3 separate regions of the Zea mays genome follow, and regions 2 and 3 are each linked to region 1. The links are chromatin contacts, called in public Hi-C maps. All regions are on one chromosome and are shown on one strand. The core of a region is the stretch at or near the end of the contact, and the rest is flanking DNA. Distances in the headings are between cores, read along the strand shown. Region 1 holds the start of LOC103629848 (cationic amino acid transporter 8, vacuolar). Region 2 holds the start of LOC100193666. Region 3 holds the start of LOC103629849.

The links. A called contact is a pair of places that touch in the nucleus more often than the background predicts.
Region 2: a contact with region 1 is called in a Hi-C map of leaf, with 5 times the contacts expected there. The contact joins the promoter of LOC100193666 here to the promoter of LOC103629848 in region 1. A contact is called at or near these places in 2 of 25 Hi-C or Micro-C datasets (ear and leaf).
Region 3: a Hi-C map of leaf shows a contact between it and region 1, with 5 times the contacts expected there. The contact joins the promoter of LOC103629849 here to the promoter of LOC103629848 in region 1. A contact is called at or near these places in 5 of 25 Hi-C or Micro-C datasets (bundle sheath, ear, endosperm and 2 more).

What each region holds. Positions count from the first base shown.
Region 1 is chr6:116,226,012-116,230,493 of Zm-B73-REFERENCE-NAM-5.0, reverse strand. LOC103629848 (cationic amino acid transporter 8, vacuolar) reads left to right here and starts at 1,950. Exons shown (of 2, transcript XM_020539427.3): 1 at 1,950-3,938; 2 at 4,062-4,482. The coding sequence starts at 2,127. The coding sequence ends at 3,917.
Region 2 is chr6:116,409,020-116,413,501 of Zm-B73-REFERENCE-NAM-5.0, reverse strand. It overlaps LOC100193666, which reads right to left and starts at 2,127. Exons shown (of 5, transcript NM_001138759.1): 1 at 1,842-2,127; 2 at 1,494-1,715; 3 at 1,217-1,365; 4 at 823-1,096; 5 at 1-316. The coding sequence starts at 2,100. The coding sequence ends at 90.
Region 3 is chr6:116,365,929-116,370,410 of Zm-B73-REFERENCE-NAM-5.0, reverse strand. LOC103629849 reads left to right here and starts at 1,808. Exons shown (of 2, transcript XR_002263170.3): 1 at 1,808-2,358.

The sequences.
Region 1 (4,482 bases), core at 701-3,200:
GGATGTGTGTGATTGTGTTTTTTAAAACCAAAGGTTTCGATTATCTAGGGTTAGGTTGTCTTCCGTGGATTGTGTAAAATACGGAACACGACACTTTATATGACACTGTTTATAGAGCGAAGTTAAAAAAGGGTTTTTTAAGTTGGTGCCCTCAGTTTTGGTGGTGTGCTCACCTATATCCTTAGTTGTGTTTTTTGCTCAGCTGTGCCCTTCTGTTTTATAGCACTGGAAGGGCACAGCTGAGCAAAAAACACGACTAAGGGTATAGGTGAGCACACCACCAAAACTGAGGGCACCAATTTAAAAAAAACTTTAAAATAGGGTACGAGATAGGAGAACTGCTGGAGACAGCCTTGGTCATCTCTAGCAGACCGTGTAAATGGTCATACAAAATACTATTTTGTACTGTAGATTGCACTATTTGCATAGTGTAGTTTGAAATAGTGAGTTTGCTGGAGGTAGTGTTAGAGCATCTCCAACAATGTGCCTTATAAAAGTGTCCTAAAAATTTAAAATAAATATATTTTATATAATTTAGGGAACCAACAAAAAATTAAGCTCTAGCAATAAAGCCCCAAGTCAAGTGATTAACCGAAATATGTTAATCTACCCTATTCGAGGAAAAGTTTTCTAAAATGTCCGTTTATTAGATCTAGATATGGGCAGCCCAATAAAGTGCAGTATATTTGTGGCGCTTTAGGAGGTGATTATTTTTAACAAACTTTTATAAATTAGGTTAGTGTTGGAGCAATTTTTTTAGCTTAAACTCTATAATTTAATTTAAGGCACTGAGACAAGTCATTGTTGGAGATGCTCTTAAGGTGGGTATAAATCCAGCTATGTGTTGCATAGAGGATGGAGATGTCATGCGCCACGTTTAAGGGTGGCAATGGAGAATTCCCTGTCAGGTTTTAGCTCCCCATTCTCGTTTCCGCGACGAATTTTTTTCCCCGCGGAGATCCTCACGAACGCTTGTGCAGGACAATTTTCCCGTCCCCGTTTCCCGCCGGGATAAATCCCCATCGGGGATCCCCGTCCCCACCTAAATTGTACTTAGAACATACTTTCTTTATTATTAATGGAAAATATTGTCACTTATACACATTGTCAGGTGTAAAAAATATTATATATACATAAAAATAGATATATTTATATAATAAGTGGTCTCTTGACAAGGTAATTATTTATTTTTATCATTAATTATTACATAAAAAATATCGTCGTATGTAAGTTTAACAGTCCCTGTGAAAATAGGGATGAGAAATCTTTGTACCCGTTTTCCTGTCAGTTAAGAGTTTTTTCCCTTTTATATCCACGTAAAGGCTTGTTCGCTTTCCTCTTAATCCATGTGGATTGAGTGAGATTGGATGAGTTTAAATCCCGAACAAGTTAAAATCCTTCGTATTTTTTCCAATCCCATCTAATCCACATGGGACAGGAATAACCGAACAAGCCCTAAGAGAAGAATTCCCCAACGAAGAATCAGGATAGTGGATTAGTGGGCATTGCCAGCCACGTTCGGTTACATCAGCTGTTCCCAACTGCCTACTCGCTTCTACTTAGCGTGGCTGTTTGGGAAGTTGGTCTGAGGCAAGGTGCACAGCATAGCCGCTCGGTGCAGCCCAATTAAGGCCCGCTGCAATAACACGCCCCATAAGTGCAGCTCGCATCGTTGGATTTTTCTCTCAGCCATGTGTTCGCTTCGCAAAGAGTATCCTCCGCTCAGATCCCAATTCCCAAGGTATGGGCGTATGGCGGATGTTAATTCGTGCGTCGTCACGCGGTCACGCCCCTAATTTCTGTAGGGCTTATTTATTTTACTCTCAATTTTTATATAGATTGAGTACAATTTAGTAAGTTTAAATTTTAAATAAGTTAAAAAAACATATTTTTTTTCTAATCACATTCGATCCGTATGAAATAGAAATAACCGAGCCTACACTTCGCGTGGAAATCGTGTTAGTGGAGTCCAACACGGGCCGAGTTTAAATTTTAAATAAGATCAAGCCTAACAGATCTGTCCACGGGCCTTCGCCCAACTCGTCCCATTATTTCTCTAAAAATCCAACAAATAAATCCTTGTGCCAGCAGAAATTATAGATCGTGTTAGCTAAAACACATCCGCGATGACGTCGACAGCGATGGGGGGCGAGCCGGCGGCGGGCCACGGGTACTGGCGGTGGAGCAAAGCCGACTTTTTCCCGGAGCCCTCGTTCCAGAGCTGGCGCGCGTACGGCGGCGCGCTCTTGTCCACTGGGCCACGGCTGCGCGACCGCGTCACGAGTCGCTCCTCCGAGGCCGTCGAGGCGGGGACGCTGCTCGCCCAGAGCGAGAATCCCCTCCGGCGGTGCCTGTCGTGGGTGGATCTCGCCTTCCTCGGATTCGGCTCCGTCGTCGGCTCGGGCGTCTTCGTGCTCACCGGCCAGGAGGCGCGGTTCGACGCCGGCCCGGCCATCCCGCTGGCCTACGCCGCCGCGGGCTTCTCGGCGCTGCTCTCGTCCTTCTGCTACGCGGAGCTCGCCGGCGAGATCCCGTCGGCTGGCGGCTCGTTCTCGTACCTGCGCGTCGAGCTCGGGGACCTGGCCGCGTTCATCGCCGCCGGGAACATCCTGCTCGAGGCCGTGGTGGGCGCGGCCGGCCTGGGCCGGTCCTGGACGTCGTACCTCGCGGCGCTCATCGGCCGCGACAGCGACGCGCTCCGCATCCACGTCCCCGCGCTCGCCGACGGCTTCAATCTGCTGGACCCGATCGCCGTCGTCGTGCTGTGCGCCACTTCCGCGCTCGCCGTGTCCGGCGCGCGCCTCACCTCCACCGTCAACTCGGTGGCGTCCGCGGTCGGCATCGCCATCATCGCGTTCGTGCTGGCCGCGGGGTTCTCGCACTTCGAGCCAGCCAACCTCGCGCCGTCATTCTTCCCCTTCGGCGCCGCGGGCGTCTTCCGCGCGGCGGCCGTCGTGTACTGGTCCTACACGGGATTCGACATGGTGGCCACCATGGCCGAGGAGACCAAGAACCCCGGCCGCGACGTGCCGCTGGGCCTCATCTCGTCCATGTCCGCCATCACCCTCGTCTACTGCGCCATGTCCCTCGCGCTCGTGGGGATGCAGCGCTACAGCGACATTGACGCCAACGCGGCCTACTCGGTGGCGTTCGCGGCGGCCGGGATGAAGTGGGCGCGCTACGTCGTGGCGCTCGGCGCGCTCAAGGGCATGACGAGCGGCCTCCTCGTCGGCGCGCTCGGCCAGGCGCGCTACACCACGCAGATCGCGCGCACGCACATGATCCCGCCCTACTTCGCGCTCGTGCACCCCAGGACCGGCACGCCCATCTACGCCACCATCGCCGTCACGCTCGGCGCCGCCTGCGTCGCGCTCTTCTCCAGCCTCGACGTGCTGGCGTCCGTCTCCTCCATCAGCACGCTCTTCATCTTCGCGCTCGTCGCCGTGGCGCTCCTCGTCCGACGATACTACGTCGCGGGCACCACGTCCCCCGCGCAGGCCCGCACCTTCGTCGGCTTCCTGGCGCTGATCGTGCTGTCGTCCATCGGGCTGTCCGTGTACTACAACTCGGGCTACGCTGCTCGGTGGCCCGGGTACGTAGCGTTCGGCGCCTTGTGGGCGGCCGGCACGGCGGGGCTGGCGCTATTCGCGGAGCAGCAGCGCGCGCCCAGGGTATACGGCGCGCCGCTCATGCCGTGGCTGCCGGCCATGTCCGTCGCCACAAACCTCTTCCTTATGGGCTCTCTCGGCTCCCTCGCCTACATGCGCTTTGGCATCTGCACGGCGGCGATGCTTGTGTACTACGTGCTCTTCAGCGTGCACGCCACCTATGACATGGTGCACTCTGAAGGTCAGACGACATCGGCGCCCGACGCTGCCACCGACGGCGTGGAGCAGAGGAAGATAATGCCGGTGTGACACAGAGGATGCCATTTCTTGGTTAGTTGAGCAAAAGGTTTGTTCAACTGTAGTGTAGGGTTGAAACCTCGTGATTCATGAACGCCTTGTTATTGTCATCAATTATTTAATGCCGACAACTTTATGCTTTGGTTAAAAGAAAAGACACGCAGCTGATGGAGACTGGCAGAAAGGAGAATGATAACCAATCGTATCAACTGTTCATATGGATGGTCGACTCAATCAGTGCATTGAAAGCAAAGAAAAAAGTACGCCAATTTTGCGGATTGAGATCCACTGACTGCAGTGGCTGCCACTTTCTCGGCTCAGCGCTGTTAATAATAAATAAAAGGATAATTCTCGATTTCCTCGCGAATTTTTTTTCCGGTGAGCGGCGGCGATCGGCTTCGGATCAGCGGAGTTTGGCTGCGCGGCTATGGTTACCGTACGTGGCGGCGGAGGCCCCAATCCGCGGCGAGGACACCATGCCGGCGGCGGTTGCGGAGATGGCGGTAAGCGGGAATCGGGGAACGAGGAGGACAGGGAGTATGAGACCAACATGAGGAAGCTTGCCGCGTGGACGGCG
Region 2 (4,482 bases), core at 878-3,377, 180 kb before region 1:
GTGTCACGCACGGTGTGTGCTATTGTGGCACACTCACTCTAGAGGTGCAAGAACAGCAGGGAGGAGAGGCTGGGTGTACTGTACTCAACTCAAGATGCTTGTACAACAGGCTGGTCTGCGAACGGTCCATGAAGCCAGCCTCTGGCAATGTGCAGATACGCGGCTTCTGTCAAGTGAATACCATCCCAGCTCCAGTGCGTCTTAGGATCAGCGCAAGCCGAGGCACCAGGCTCACCGCACTTCGCTGTCAGGTTGAAATTGTAAGGACCCCTCCCAGGCGCGCCACAACATGCCCTTGGTGGTTGTTTGTAAAACCCTGCGTCGTTGTGTGGGAGAACTTTTAGGTTCACTTGGGATATAATCATGTGATCATGTCAGTCGCTTGATGTCAATCTTGTTTGCCAGTGGCCACACAAGCTCTATGATCTATGATAGATAGAAAATAATACAGGGATGGCCACGCAGCTCTTGCACCCCCATCATGCACAGATGACAAGGATGGAAGAATTTATACCCATCTCTTGATGATGTCCGGGAGAAAACCAATGCATAGCATGGAAGGAAGATTCTCCTTCTGACACAGATGTTTCAGCAATGCAGTCCCATGCTTCTCTATTTGATTGGTCAGAATGTTGCTAAAAGAGTTATGGGTCCCAGGATGCGATGCCTGAATGAATGGTGGTTAACAGAGTAGAAATAAACAAGACATGTGATCGGCTGCAGTTCTTTCCACGTATGTTCTGTTTAAGATGGCATTTTTGTTTTGTCAGCCGTTCTAGAATAGTGTTCAATGCAATGCAAACAAGAAACCGAGGAGCTCACCGAATTTCTTGGGCTGGAGTATGAACTGGATGATTGGCGTGAAGTAATCGCCATAGATGATCCTCGCGCCAGGGTGCTTCGCTCGGAGCTTCACGAGCGCGCGCTTCAGCATCGCATTGTGCACCCAAGAGAAAGTGTTGAACCGCTTGAGGCAGCCGGTGCGCGAGCCATGCCCTTCCTTGGGGTCAGCGTACATGGTCAGGTAGACCGGAAAGCACCCTGATGGCATCACACCGGGCACGATCAAATCCTTTGCCCCCTCGGCGATCAGTTGCTGCAAGCAGGCCAGGAGCAGAGCAGGGCACATACAATACAAGGGATCGGTGAACAAAATCCCACGGAGCAAGCACGCCGAGCTAGCTAGCTAGTAGCAGAGCGAAGGCGCAGTTCTTACTTCGACTCCATCGGAGATGGCTCGGATCACGTGGGACGTCAGCTTGTATGCCTCCCTGAGGTCCTTGCCGGCGAACAGCGGGGCGTTGTAGTCGTTCCCACCGAATTCGCCTACGACGAACAGGCACTCGGCGAAGAACTCCTTGCATCCTTCACGACCCAAGGATAGCAGCGGGGACAAAAAGGATAGCAGCGTCAACGAAATTGAATTTTTACTTTAAGAAAGAAAGAAAGAGATGGTAAAGGATCGGCGAAAATTTGCGTTCTTGGGTGTGTACGTGTGCCTTGCGCGGAGCTGCAGAGCGATGGCTTGAGGTCTCGCAGCCACTGGATTTGCGTGCGGAGGGAGCCGGAGTTCCACACGGTGCTGCCGAGCCCTCGCTTCCGGAAGAAGTCGGTGTCGAGCGCGGTGGCGCCGGTGATGGCGAAGTTGGCGCCCTGCGCGAAGCTGGCGTTCTTGGCCTTGGACGGCGGCGGCAGCGGGAGGCCCAACTCCTGCGCTGCAGGAGGAGAAGGCCAGAAAGAATCAGACCCATCGAATTCCGTCCGAACAGAGGCGACTCCCAAGAACGCACGCACGCACGCACGCGAAAAGGTTAGGGGAGCCTGGAATCGGCGAAATTTACCGATGAAATCGACGACGAGGCGGCCGTCGGAGCACCTGCCGGTGGGGTAGCCGAAGTAGGTCTGGCCGTAGGGCGGGCGCGCGGTGGCGAGGTAGTCCGGGATGCCCTCCGTGACCAGGTTGCCGGCGTCCACCAGCGAGTCCCCGAAACTGAACACCGCGCGGTACCTTCCCTGGGCCGCCGCCGCTAGAAGCGGGAACACCGAAAGGACCGCGCAAACCCACCTCGCGCTTCCAGCTGCTCCCCCGTCTCCCGGCATGGCCTGTTTCCCGAAATTGGCGCGAGGAGTCAAGCGAGGCATGAGGAGCCAGGAGGAGAAGGGCGGTTTGGCTTGGCCGTGCTTGGGTTCTTGGCCGGGCTCGTGAACTGGCTTGGCATGCCCGTGGCGCTGGCGCTTGTCCGCTCGCTCTTGTAGTTGTAGGCCAGGCAGGCATGGCAGCCACAGGCACAGGCGACCTGCTGCAGTGCAGCGAGTGACGAGCCGGACTGCTATGGACTGTGGAGTTCATTCACTGGTTCGGGTGGGAGAGTTTGGATTCTTCTAGTTCTAGCGCCCACCACCCCAAGCCGTAGCGTAGCTGCGCGTGGACGACCGTCGACCGATTGGACGCCTGCTCTCGGTGCGGCCCGCGCGCGCGGAGGTGGTGCTGCTGCCGGCTGCCGCTGGAGATGGCCTGATGGACGCGTGGAGACGGGGAACACGCGGACGCGAGCTGTGCATTGACTGCGGCCGTGGCCTGGAGGTATTGAATGCGGTTGACTGGGATATGGCGAGGGAGACGCGTCGGGGATGACTGGGATATTTCGCCTCCGATTCGGGAGAGATCATCGCACTTGAGCACACACACAGCAGCAGAGCAGCTGTCCTTGATCTCGGACAGATTGGGCATGGCAAATTGCCGTCATGTCTTAAGCAGCGATGGTGGCTGCGTCGCCTTCTCATCGCCAACTTCTTTTTCTGGCGCGTTTCAGCTATAAAAAAATCCTTTCAGTGAACCGACTAAATAGCTTTACCTTACCATACCCATCACTAGTGCTAGGAATATGGGTCGGTCTTTTAGCACGAGCACGACCCGAAAACAGGAGCCTAAAGCAAAAACACGGCCCGAAGGCGGGTCTGTACCAGCCCTCAAATTCCGTCGCGCCGAGCCCCTGACACGGCCCACACAGACGAGCCAGGCTTAGGCCGGCACGACCCAATTTATTTAATTTCTTTAATTTAGTAAGATAACGAATTTATATTGTTGTGATATTTAGAGTTTATGTAGTCAAATGATGCTAGAATTGTTTAGTATATTTCATTTAGTACGTTGTAGACTTTATGTGGTTATAATATTTTGATTTTATATGGTCAAATATACGGGTCGAGCTTGGGCCGACACGGCCCAACGAAGGCACAACGTGGTTTAGGACTAGGTTGGACCATTATTTTGCACTTCGGACTGGTACGACATGACCTAAAAATTTTTTCGGCTTTTCTGGTCCGAACTTATCTGACACAAAGCACGATAGATTTAGACCAGTCTAGTCCGGTCTGGCTCAATTCCCAACACTACTCCCACGTACTCTCCAGCCGCATCAGCAGCTGCGAGCTGCGGTGTTGCAATGCTACATACAGTTTGGTCGATCATCTCTCTGTCCTACGACTACGACCTGAGCAGGGCGTTGAGCCAGCCGTCGGCGACCTTCCTGTACGCGGCTTGGGTCATGTGGATGCCGTCCCAGCGCACGTACGCCGCCGGGTCGGAGCACACGCTCGCGCCCTGCTCGCCGCACTTCTTCTTCAGGCTATCCGCACTCATACTACTCTAAATTTCTACCCTAAAAAGAATATTCTGTCCTGATCAGCACTCTATACCACAATCCTCCGTACTCATATTTACTCTATATTTCAACCATATACCAACTACCGTATATTATATTATATTTTTTCCCACTCCGAGTGCATGCATGTGCTGTGAACGGCCGCGTGCATGCATGTGGGCCCGCCTCCCCACCTCCGCGTGCATGCATGCATCTGCCTCCGCCGGCTGCTTGCTTGCATGCCTCGTTTAGCGCATGTGCGTCCGAACTCTACATTTGCAGCTCGATCACGCGTAGAGTCTAGCACCCAGTTACCTGCTGCACGTGTTTCTTTACGCTATATGGGATAGAGTCCAGCACCCAGTCCTCCACTGCGGGCAGCCTCAGGTTGAAGTTGTAGCCGCCCTGCCCTCCCGAGCCGCAGCACACCTGCACATCACGGCGTCGTCGATTCAGATCACAGGCAAAAAAGATGGGTTTTCTGAAACACGTTGGGATCCACGAAGGTTTTCATGCAGCAGAGAGAAGAGAAAGGGGAGGGAGGAACCAGAACCACGCACCGAACTTTCCAGGGCTGACGACGAACTGCATCGCGGCCTTGAAGTACTCCTTGCAGTCTGCGGCCAACAGTTGAGTGTCTCGATCGATCCGCCGAAGTACTCCCTGCAATGCTGCTCGGTGAGGAACATGTTCCGATCGAAAGGTGCTTTTACCGGCAGTTTTCTACCGCTCGTTTTCATCCCTTTTTTTTAATAAAGAAAGGTCGAAAAAAAATCACCCCTTTTGTTTTGACCTCACCCTCGTCTGATTAGCATCACAGAGAAATGAGAACTAGGAG
Region 3 (4,482 bases), core at 559-3,058, 140 kb before region 1:
GAAATCATAATATATTGGCACATGATGTCATTCGGTGACTCAAATTACATGAACAAGAATACATATGTACACATAAATAGAAGCATAGAGGTACAAGTGCTACTTTCACTAGAATAAACAGAATGGAGAATCAGTGAAACTGAAAGGGAAATAGGGTCAAACCTTTTCCTAAATGATTTTGGTGGTTGAATTGGCCAACACAAATAATTGGACTAACTAATTTGCTCTAGATTATAAGTTCTACAGGTGCCAAAGGTTCAACACAAACCAATAAAAAGTCCAAGAAAGGGTTCAAATAAAAAGGAGCAAAACCAACCCAAGGCTGCCCTGGTCTGGCGCATCGGACTATCCGGTGTGCCACCGGACAGTGTCCGGTGCACCAGGGAGAATCACTCTGAACTTGCCACCTTCGAGTTTTTGGAAATCACTCCCCGCTATAATTCATCGGACTGTCCGGTGTAGCATCGGACTGTCCGGTGTGCCAGTGGGAGCAACGGCTACTGCACCAACGGTCGACTGCAAAAGTGAATAGTGAACAGTGAACAGTGCGGACTGCGCGCGTAGAGTCAGAGCAGGCGCTACAAGGCGCACCGGACAGTGAACAGTGACAGTCCGGTGCACCACCAGACTGTTCGGTGGCCCAGCTGTCAGAAGCTCCAACGGTCGAACCCTAACGGTTGGGTGACGTGGCTGGCGCACCGGATAGTGTCCGGTGGCGCACCGGATTGTCCGGTGCGCCCATCGACAGCAGAGTTCCCCAACGGCCACTTTGGTGGTTGGGGCTATAAATACCCCCCAACCACCACACTTCAAGGCATCCAAGTTTTCAGCCATTGCATTCAATACAAGAGCTTTAGACTTCACTCCAAGACATAAACAAGAGATCAAATCCTCTCCCAAGTCCAAAGATCACTCCAAACATTTAGTGACTAGTGAGAGAGAGATTTGTGTTCATTTGAGTTCTTGTCGCTTGGATCGCTTTTCTTCCCCCCCATTCTTGTTCTCAACACCTTTGTAATCAAAGCAAGAGACACTGTAATACCTAATTTGTAAGAGATAATATAAAAGGAAAATTATTTCATTTATATATGTGCCCTCTATTTACCATCACATGAGAACACCTCATTTAAAAAACAAATAATTAATAAAAGACATGCCACTAAATCATGTATCATGCTGGATTTTATTTTGTGTGCATTTTGTGATAGTATAAAAATAATGTAAAAGAAAAATGTTAATGCTCAAATTAGAATTTAAGTTCCAATGGAAACTCTGGAAATTAAGGAAAGAGGAGGAATACTATGCAAATGAGATAAAATAAATATATAAATGGGGATATACTTACCTTCCATTAATAAATGAATTAATACATTCTTGATTAAGGGTGAATTAATATCTATAAATATCAACTAAAATATAAAAAACATACTAGAACTTGTTTTCTGGAATTTTGTTTGTGCATTTAATTTGGAGTTCAAAACTCTATTTGAATTTAGGTTTTAAATGGAATATGTATCTATAAAAATAGAATAGAAATACAAAATAGAAAAAAACAAATGAAAAGAGAAACAGAAAGAGGACATACGTACCTAGTTTGGCCTAGCCAAAACACTCGACCGACCAGGCTACAAAATCACCGGCCCAGCTTTTATCCAAGCCACAAAGCCCATGCCGCTTCCTGGATGTTTTCTTTTTTTATTCCCTTGCCGGAGATTACATCACCATGAGGTCATGGATAATGTCAACAAGCTAGCTTGCAAACCGCATCACCTGGAGCCAAATCGAGTCGTGCAGGTGAGTAGTCACGGGCATGCGGGCCCCTTCACCCAGAAGCTTCTCCCACTAGCAATCAAAGCAGACCCGGCCTCGTGTAAAATAACCAAACAGTAACATCAAAAACACCGGATCCGTAACAAATTGATATGGGATCGCAACGAACTCCAAAAAAATAATAGCCGTGATTCTCTCCCTGCCAGCCGAGCACCCTTGTCATAGTATTTATACATGCCCATGCACCAAAAAGGCCGTCAAGTAGAGCTAGGGCTCGCCATTGCCAACAGCAGGAGAGAGAACCATGAGTGCCATACCAGGATCCGATCCCTGTGAACAGAGAGAAGGGGTAGTCACCACTGAAGAATTACGATTGTCAGGTGTTGCCGGGAGGACAAAGTCACCATGGGCACTTCCTGGCATTGATGACTGCATGCGCGGGCGCCATCGTCCGGCTGGGTCGTGGACCTGGGCACCGTCGTCCGGCTGGGTCGCGGACCTGGGCGTGCTCGAAGAGATGTTGAATCGCTTGGACCTGTGCCTCGCTGCGCACCGCGTTTCGTCGTCGGCCGGCTCCGCCTTCAAACGGTGAGGTCCTCCTCTCCCATGCCTTGGTTGCCACTGTGCGGTATCTACGGTAGAGGCCGGTATGGCGTGCGTATTGAGAAATGGTAGCAGCTATGGGAGAAGATGATGTACGAGCCGTCGGATTTGAATAGAGGGTCAGGATTAGATGGGTACTGGTTCATCTGTTGCAAGCGTGAACCGTCCGATGGCGTTAGTGGGCTTTGGCTGGTATCCACGTTGATTGAATCTGGTCGGTTGAACTGGAATCCTAGGGCTGAAATTGTGTACCGTTTCGTTGTTTATATAATTTAATCTGGATCGCCGAATTGGGATCGTGTGGATGTGAGCGCAGGATACCCCGTTGTGAGCCCCTTTTTCAAATAAATCCCTGTACTTAATAGAAATAAATCCGCAGTACAAACGAGTGTGAAAATAATGACGCAGAGGCCCTAAAATTTATAATTTGAACCTCGAGCTTCTCAGTATTAGTGCGCGCAGTCCAGAGCGATGAGAAAATAGGTAAATAAATATAGAAAATGGATATTTAGTATAAAAACAATTTCAAAACCTAGTTTAATTCATAGAAAACTCATTTCAACTCCTTTTTAGTCCATTCCAGTTCCCATAATTTTGTATTAATATTGTCTACTACTTGGTAACACTATTTTAACATGAAACCTATACTAAAATTGATTACTCAATTAATTTTGTAGCAAGCACATACGAACTTCGGAAATTCATAACTTCTTCGTTTTAATTCCGATTTGACCCGTTCCAGTTGCGTTACCTACGTATAAATATTTACTACTCAGTAACAAGATTTGTTATATGATATCCCCTACTTTTATAATTAGGTAACTAATTGGATTAATCTATGTCTATTGGATTAACTTCTTTAATATTAATATAGTATTCTGATCTTATGGTTATAATTTTCCTAGATTATCTTTAATCAAATAATGACTTAGATTAAAGTTGAGATAATTATTTATAGAATAATCTCTCATATAATTTACACTGATCAATTTATAATATAGTTTGATATTTAAACCACATAGGTATTTTATAAACCATAACTCCTTAACCGTAACTCCGATTTTAGTGGTTCTCGATCCCACAATCTCGTAGTGACGCGTATATTATTATTATTCAGTTTGTACTTATGTTTGGTGTGATGTTAATTTTATCTATACCATGTTTGTTTATATTGCTACGACTAGCAGTGAGGTCATAAGGATCTGAAGAATCATCCTGGTACCTAGAATCTCAAGTGTCAGGCAAGTTGTGCGCTTGATCACTTTTTGTTACCCAATAATATTCTCTAATATCACATGTTCATGCATAGGTTTAATTTTGATGGGACCCGATAGGTCACCCTAGACTATTTATCTCTTTACCTTGTTATCCCTGAATCACATGGGTAGTTTTGCTATTGTTTTACGTGGTTTGGGTAATATTTCATTATATCCATGTTCCAATTATTTTGTTATTCTATTTATGTTCATGTCAAGATCATTAATATTAATTAGAACATGGAGCTTAACTTGAGAAACACGTGCCACCACAAGGGAGGAATGGGACCCCTTGGCTAACTAATTAGGAAAGCTAGTGGAAGACTACCTTACCTGAAAGGGGCAAGGGCAGTAGGGGAGTTGCATGCAAGGAGGTTCTCGGGCTGATTTGCTGCGATAGCGGTCAGACGGGGGATTCTTGCAAGTGCTCTTCCCATAAACTGTAGCGGGTTTTCGGAAGCTAGTGGAACTTTGTAAAGGCCTCGTAGTGGATCCCTAGCCATTCACCTTGGTAGTGTCTAAGGGCCTAGCTAACCCTGGCGACATGGGAAACACGACTTGTCGGTAAAGGGTACAACCTCTGCAGAGTGTAAAACAGGTATACTAGCCGAGCTCACGGTCAAGAGCAGCTCAGGACTCTCCAATGATTAATTTATGGAACTTAAATTTAATTTGTCATTTGCATTGCATGGGATTATTATTAATTTTGTTCTATTATTTTTATTAAGGTTTGGTATATACTTACATCTAGTAACTGCTAATAAAATTTTGACCAATTACTTAAAAGCAATGCTCAACTTTAACCCCTGTTGTTGACTAGCCTTACACATCACATGAACTCCCCACCTTTGTG